Regions from separate parts of the Sus scrofa genome. Here region 2 is linked to region 1. Evidence: chromatin contacts called from public Hi-C data. All regions are on one chromosome and are shown on one strand. The core of a region is the stretch at or near the end of the contact, and the rest is flanking DNA. Distances in the headings are between cores, read along the strand shown. Region 1 overlaps SPON1 (spondin-1). Region 2 holds the start of SPON1 (spondin-1).

Evidence for each region. A called contact is a pair of places that touch in the nucleus more often than the background predicts.
Region 2: a contact with region 1 is called in a Hi-C map of omental adipose tissue, with 2.1 times the contacts expected there. The contact joins the promoter of SPON1 here to the enhancer-like site in region 1. A contact is called at or near these places in 5 of 5 promoter capture datasets (fetal liver, fetal skeletal muscle, liver and 1 more), 26 of 47 Hi-C or Micro-C datasets (adipocytes, adipose tissue, alveolar macrophages and 16 more) and 1 of 2 datasets of contacts at active chromatin or transcription factors (skeletal muscle).

Annotation. Positions count from the first base shown.
Region 1 is chr2:44,989,660-44,993,409 of Sscrofa11.1, reverse strand. SPON1 (spondin-1) reads left to right here. Exons shown (of 16, transcript XM_003122966.6): 7 at 1,004-1,068. Among named protein-coding and RNA genes, the nearest start is that of RRAS2, 100 kb to the right of the region's middle. Within about 2 kb of position 2,174, at least 8 of the 83 cell types and tissues checked have an H3K27ac peak or open chromatin away from gene starts, as enhancers often do. A contact at or near this core is called in omental adipose tissue, where this site is marked.
Region 2 is chr2:45,298,105-45,301,614 of Sscrofa11.1, reverse strand. It overlaps SPON1 (spondin-1), which reads left to right and starts at 1,938. Exons shown (of 16, transcript XM_003122966.6): 1 at 1,938-2,603. The coding sequence starts at 2,366.

The DNA of each region.
Region 1 (3,750 bases), core at 925-3,424:
TTAAGGAGAAGTTCATCAAGGTACCTACTGGCAGGAACAACTCTAAGGACTGAGGCACACGCCTGTCTCTGCCCTTCTGGAACTCAGAGATCTGTCCAGTTGGCAACAAAACCTGCCCCGGCTGGTGACATTCCAGGATTTTCTGTGCAGTGTGGAGGGTGGTGTCTGAGCACCGCTGAGCCCAGGCTAGTCAAAGGGGGGCTCCAGCGCCAGCTGAATCTGCTCTGGGGAAACCCCAGCCAAAGCTGAATTTGGACCTGTGGAAGCTTAAGTCTTGAAAAGTCAATGGTACCCCTCCGCCTCCATGTGTAATTGAAAATAGAAAACCCAACAAACCTTGAAGTAAAGTTAAGCAAGTTTAACAAAATTCTAATTTTTTCCCCCTCAGGATGATGACTTAATGCTTTCCTTCCAAATGTTAATTAGCAAATTCTTCCTCAGAAAAATTCTTTTAAGATCCCAAGCTTTGAGGGTGTCCAACACACTGTCCAAAGCAAAATAGAGCAGGCTAACATGAGTGGCACAGGGCTGTGGGCTCCAGGCTTCACTTTGGCCTTTTTGTCCAAGAGGGTCTGGTCCAGTGTGTAAGGCTGGACAGCAGAGGCCTCAGAGTCAGGTCATAGCCGCCAGGTAGCCTGGAGCAGTGTGTGCCTAGACACAAAAAGTGTGACATTCCCTCCAGGCTGGACATGCTGTGGAACTCTGTCCATCCCAGGCAGGGTGCCGGTCAGAGTCTGGCTCGCATGGAGAAGGGTCTGAGCTGGAAACCTTCGGAGTGGCTCAGTGGGCCATCGATGTCCAGATGCACCATGCACCCTGGATGCAGCCCCACCACCGGGATCCAGGGGTCCCCCATCCTGGGGCAAGATGGCTCCACACCTGGGCAGGGAAAAGTGTTAGCAGCAGGTAAAGGCAGGGGCTTGGACAACGTCACCATGTCAGAGCCCCCTTGTTCCTTGATCCCTGCTCTTCTCACTAAATACCTGTGGTCTTTTTTTTCCAGAGCGATGAGGTCCTCACCGTCATCAAGGCCAAAGCTCAGTGGCCAGCCTGGCAGCCTCTCAACGTGTAAGTAGCAAACAGGGCCCTGCCCAGCCCCTGTCGTCACCTTGAACTTGGAGCCACCCACCCACTGGCCACCACGTGCTAGTTATATTGTAAAAGTCAGCACTGCCTCTCAGGTGGCTGAGCAGGTGAGGGGCTCTGCCCATGCATGGAGTACCACAAGGGCCCCTACCTCTTCAGGAAATGCAGGCTTGGTCTCAGTGTCCGCATGGCTTTAACTCCTCAGAGGTCCCCACTCAGACATTGCAGGTATTAAGAACATGGAAGGGAGTGGGATGGACTGGGATTCGGGGGTTAGTCGATGCAAACTGTTACGTTTCGAATGGATAAGCAATGAGGTCCTATTGTACAGCACAGGGGACTATATCTAATCACTTGTAATTGAGACATGATAGAAGATAATATGAGAAAAAGAATGTGTATATATATATGTACATGTATATGTATGACTGGGTCACCTTACTGTACAGCAGAAATTGACAGAACACTGTAAATCAACTATAATAAAAAAAATTTTTAGGAGTTCCTCTGTGGCTTAGCAGTAACGAACCCGACTAGTATCCATGAGAATGTAGGTTCCTGGCCTTGCTCAGTGGGTTAAGGATCCACAGGCTGCGCCATAGGTCACAGACATAGCTTGAATCCCGAGTTGCTATGTCTGTGGCACAGGCTGGCAGCTGCAGCTCCGATTCAACCCCTAGCCTGGGAACTTCCATATGCCCTAAGTGCGGCCCTAAAAAACAAAAACAAACAAACAAACCTGTTAAACTATAAAGCTCTGAAAGTCAGGGGGAGAATATAAAATATAAAATCAAGTGTCACCAAAGAGTGAGAGACTACCACCAAGGACGTGGATGGGAGAGAACTTAAGAATGAGAGAGTCAAGGGCTCCTGAGGAGCTCCCACGTTTAATGCAGAGGAGGACTTGGCTTCAAAGGAAGCAAAAAAAGAGCAGCAAGGAGATTGGGGAAGGAAGCTGGGTGTCAGGGAAGCCTAGGGAAAAAAGCGTTCAAGAAGGGGAGAGTGGTCAGCTGTGTGTAGGGCAGCTGAGCGATCAAGGGAGGTTAGAGCTGCAAAATGCCTGTTGGAATTTATCAGCATGAAGATCATCAGTGACTTTATTGGGAATCCTTTCTGCTGAGTAATGAGAGAAGGGTAAACAGCCTGGAACAGGGTGAAATGTGAACAGAAAGCGAGGTTATGGAGTCAGTGAGTACAGACAACTCTTCTGTGAAGTTCACTGTGAAAGGAGAGAGAGGCTGGGCAGTAGCTCCAAGGGCATGAGAGAATCAATGGAGCTCTTTCTTTCTTTCTTTTTTAAGATGGAAGAGACTTTCTGAAAACTTTTCAAAAATATTTGGGGACACCTTCCCACCTTTCACCTATCCCTCAGACTTCCTGAGACCTCAGTGAAACAGAATTCATTGATGGCCAACAGTCAGACTTCCCAAACAGCCAAAGCATCTCACTCAGGGCCACCAGCTTGTTAAGGGAAAGGAATTTTCCTTTGGTTTTCCCATACCCCAGTCTCCTCTTTCCTCTTCCAAATCTCATTAGGAAGTCAAATTAGGAAGCCTACATGCAGCCAAGTTTTGTTTTGCAGAAACAGCCCTGCCCCTCCTCATGGAGCCTGCTCGATTGAGGTTAATGGGATTCCAGCCTCCCTCAGGCCAGTAGAAAGCCAGGGTGACCTACTTTGTGAGGTCCTGCCCATCGAAACTGACTTGTTTTTCAATGATCTTCGTCTTTATCCCCACGACCACGTCTCAAAGGGCAGCCATGAATGAATAAATTAGCAGCTAACTTGTCTTAGCTCCATAAATCAAGCTGTGGGCTCCGACAGCCCAGAGCACAGGTAGAGACAGGAAAGACAAATTCTGAACAAACCCACATCCTTCTTGAGTCCCTCCAGCGCTTGAGTAGAAAATGCCCAGGTTTCCTGCACATCAATGCTGCGTTTCCACCAGCCAGTTCCTCGGGTTTAGTCTGAATGCTACGAACTTTTAAAAATAGTTTTTATCCCCTTTCTTATAATGAATCCTCTAAAGGCTGGCGTCCTCTTAATTAGCCCCAGCCATTCTGTTTAATTAACATTTGATTAGACAATGATCCCTGTTTTAAGACAGATGAGGGACAGGTAAAATAGAGCCTTGGTCACCCTTTCCAGAAACCATGCCTCTGGAGGTCTGAGCCCTATAATGATCCTTAGATTTGGTTCCAGGCAAGCCTGAGGCATCATCATCTCAAATAAAGACGAATTTTCCAGGGCTCTCCCTGCCTCCTGTAGCCCCTGCCCAGGTCCATCAATGCCCTCGGGATTGTAAAGGAAGATTGGCTTTGGACTATAGAAGCAGGCAGTAGATCTAATGGGCCACATGGACCCGGAAACCTAGATGCCTCCAGGTTATAAACAGTTTTCCAAGGCAGAACCCTCACTGAAACCTTCCTCCACCCACACAGAACTTCAGCCTAGTGAATGGCTCCAGCGCCCCCTAGTGTCAAGATTGAATTTCTGCAACTTCAAAAGCTAGTGGGGATTATCTGAGATGGTGCACAGGGGCGAGAACTTAACATATGGGGGACCTGAGACCCCAGTGAAATTAAATTAGATCAGTGAAGATATGGATCTATAATTTAGAACGAGATAGTAAGTCTCTATAAGGAACGTAAAAGTCCTTGATTGCC
Region 2 (3,510 bases), core at 689-3,188, 310 kb before region 1:
GGCCCCCACTACTCAGCACAGACTTGGCCCCGAATCTACACCCCATGAAAGCTTGCTGGATGCACGGGATTCGGCACTGTGGAGTTTATGTGAGCCTTGAGCCAGTCCAGTCATGCTGGAGATAATTTACTCAGGATCCAGAGGTGAATCCAAATGTCACCTCCATAAAGGAAGGCTGGTCAGCTGGATCAGGTGCTGATGAGGGTCAAGGAGGGTCAAGCCAAGAAAAGAGCATAATTGGCTTCTGCAAAGCGGTGCTCTCGGGGGACCTCTGGGAGAAGGTCCCCAATTCATAGTGGCAATGGGAGTCCCAGCACAAGGACTGAAGGCAGGTGAGGAGGAATGGAGCCTCCAAATGGAGAAGGCTCCTCTGGGCAGTTTGTTAGTGATGTCAAAGAGAAAAACCTGACCTGGAAAGCAAAGGGGATTGCTTTTTAAATGCAGGCTCTAGAAGTATGTGAACAGCCCAGAGGAAGGAGGGGGTTGCATAACCAAAGCTGACTTGGGATGCTTGTGCACCTTGAGGGGGAGGTAGAGGCCTTAAGGCATCCCCAAGGTGGGCTTGGTCTCGGTTACTGTGGTACCCAGGGCCAGTACAGACATACCTATTGAGATCCAGGGTGGGAGTGGGCGAACTCTGGAGAGGCCAGGCCCTGTGTTTCGCACTGGTCACTTCATTGAACTCTAGTGCCCCCTAGGGGAAGGGTGTATTAGCCACAGGCACAACACATATCCCTTCTGAGCATGAAACTCAAGCTTGAAGAGGTGAAATAACTCACATAAATTTCACAGTGGGTGAGTGACACGACTAGTGTTTGATTCAGGTCTGTCCCCAAGGACATACTGGAAAAGATTCCTGGGCCCTCTCCTGTCTGGCTTTGGGGTTGGTGCCTGAGGCTCTGACCAGTGGGCCCTCCCTCTCAGCTCCTCTCCAAACATCTGTCACTGACTGAGAAACTGGGCAAAATCTAAGCCAAGGAAACAGGCTTTTCTTTAAAACTTTCAAAACCCCTTTCCAGGGTTCTATGAGGACTCCTATAAGCCTCAGGCACTTTTGTCTTTGTGGGCAATAAAACAATAATAAACATTATAAAACAATAATAATAAACATTTTAAAATTTATAAAATAATAACACATAATAAACAATATAAAGCAATAATAAGCATTATAAAACAATAATAAACATTGTATTTTATGATTGTAGGAATTAACACACACACACATATATACATAGTTTGTTTGTTTGTTTGTTTGCCTTTTTGCCTTTCCTAGGGCCACTCCTGTGGCACACAGAGGTTCCCAGGCTAGGGGTCTAATCGGAGCTATAGCCACCGGCCTATGTCAGAGCCACAGTAATGCCAGATCCGAGCCGCGTCTTCTACCTACACCACAGCTTGCAGTAACGTGGGATCCTTAACCTACTGATCAAGGCCAGGGGTCGAACCCACAACCTCATGGTTCCTAGTCGGATTCGTTAACCACTGAGCCACGATGGAAACTCCTTAACATCAATATATTAATACTACATAGTAAAAATTTTTTTGGAACTAAATGTCTTTTTCTTATTTAAAAAAAAACATTTTCAATAATCACCAAAAGTATTACATGCTATAGCCTACTGAGCCCAGCGGATATGAGTCATTCTGTTTCTTTCTGTCCTCCAGCCTGACCTGTTCCAACAGCAATAAGAAGGGCAGTAGAGTCAGATAGCCATGGTATCTGACCCTGTCTTAACTGGCCACAAGCCTCAGTTTGCTCATCTATAAAATAAGTGAAAGTAATGTCACGTTTATTATGTGCAGTGAGAGTGGAGAAGGTGAGCAGTTACTGTATGTAAGAAAACCTCCCAGAATACTGCCAGGCACAGAGTAGGTGTGCAACAAAAGTTAGTTCTCAGTCTTTCCCTTCTTGGAGCACCCTCCTCCACGGGGACCAGGGCGTTGGGGCAGCAGCCTCCTCCGTGGTGAGACAGAGCCCGCAGTGTCCCCATACCCTATGGTTTTTCTCGCCAGACCCTGGGAATCTAGCGTCGCAAAATAAACACGGCCCCGCCGCCGCTAATCGCCAGCTCGGAAACAAAACAGCGCTGCGCTCGGGGATCTGGGCAAAATCAGCCCTCCCTCCTCCTCCTTCACCGCCGCCCTCCCTTCCTCGCGCTGCTCCGCTTGCTCAGCTCTGCTCAGCGCAGCGCAGCTCAGCAGCTGCCAAGCCGAGGCGGGCACCGTCTCCCAGTTGCCAGCGCCGGCTCTGAGCTCCGCTTCCCGCCCGGGCTCCGGCAAGGTCTCGCTTCTGCGGGGACCCCTTCGGGCGGGAGTCGCGTGGCGAAAGCCGGCGGCCGCGGCACAAAGTTGGGGGCCCGCGAGGATGAGGCTGTCCCCGGCGTCCGTGAAGCTGAGCGGGAGTCCAGCGCTGCTGGCCCTGGCGCTGCCCCTGGCCGCGGCGCTGGCCTTCTCCGACGAGACGCTGGACAAAGTGCCCAAGTCAGAGGGCTACTGCAGCCGCATCCTGCGCGTCCAGGGAACGCGGCGCGAGGGCTACACTGAGTTCAGCCTCCGCGTGGAGGGTGACCCCGACTTCTACAAGCCAGGAACCAGCTACCGTGGTAAGTGACGTTGGGGGCGCGGGACCCGGACCCCGGAGGGCGCCGACTGCTCAGTGCTGGAGGAGCGTGCATGGTTCCCGGTGCACGGTGTGGGCGCAGCCCGGCAAGGGCCCTTCTGTCCTGGATGCCTTCAGCCCATTTAGCTCCGATCCAGCATCCAGGGCCCTCGCGGGACCCCATAGCTAGAAGAGGTAGCCCCCACCTCCGACGCGTGGTTCCCGGGCGTGGGCTGTAGAAGAACCACGGTCTGGCTGGGAGGGAACCTGGCTTCTCCCCCATACCTTCCCGCCGGCTCCAGGAGAGCAGTGGAGGCTCGCCTTTCTCCAGATTTGTATCTGGAGTTGAGGGGACCCTAGCTTCGCTCAGCTGGGTTCCAGGCAAGGTGGTGACTCCGGCTTTTCCCACTCACATCCCTTAAGGAGAGGAAACCAGCCTCTGGCTGCCCGACCACCAGTGGGACGGGCAGTCCAGTTTTCCCGGACAAATCCCTGCAGGAGAAGGGACTTGGTTTTTTCCCTTAACTGGTCCCAGAGCACAGGGAGGAGAAAAGAGCCTGAAGCTTTTCGGAGGAGTCCCTGGAAAGAACTCCGAATTATTCTCTGACGATCCCAGGCGAGAGAGAAGCCCCTGCATTTCAAGGACAGGCTCTCGGTGGACAGGGAGCCCTGGGTAGTTTCAGAGAGGGAAGAGGAACCTGATGAAGAAGGAAAGGGAAGCCTGAATTCCCAAGGCCTGCTCCCCGGAGGCCCCGGGGTGGGGGTGGGGGCTTGGCTTGGCTTGGTTCCCCTCAACCTCAAGGCTCTTGTCCCAGGGATGTTGCTATGCTCCTCAGCTGAGAGCTGGTTTTGGGGAGCGCAGAGAGGGGATGGCCAAGCCAGTAAGTGCCTCTGGGCAGAAGGGGCAGCTC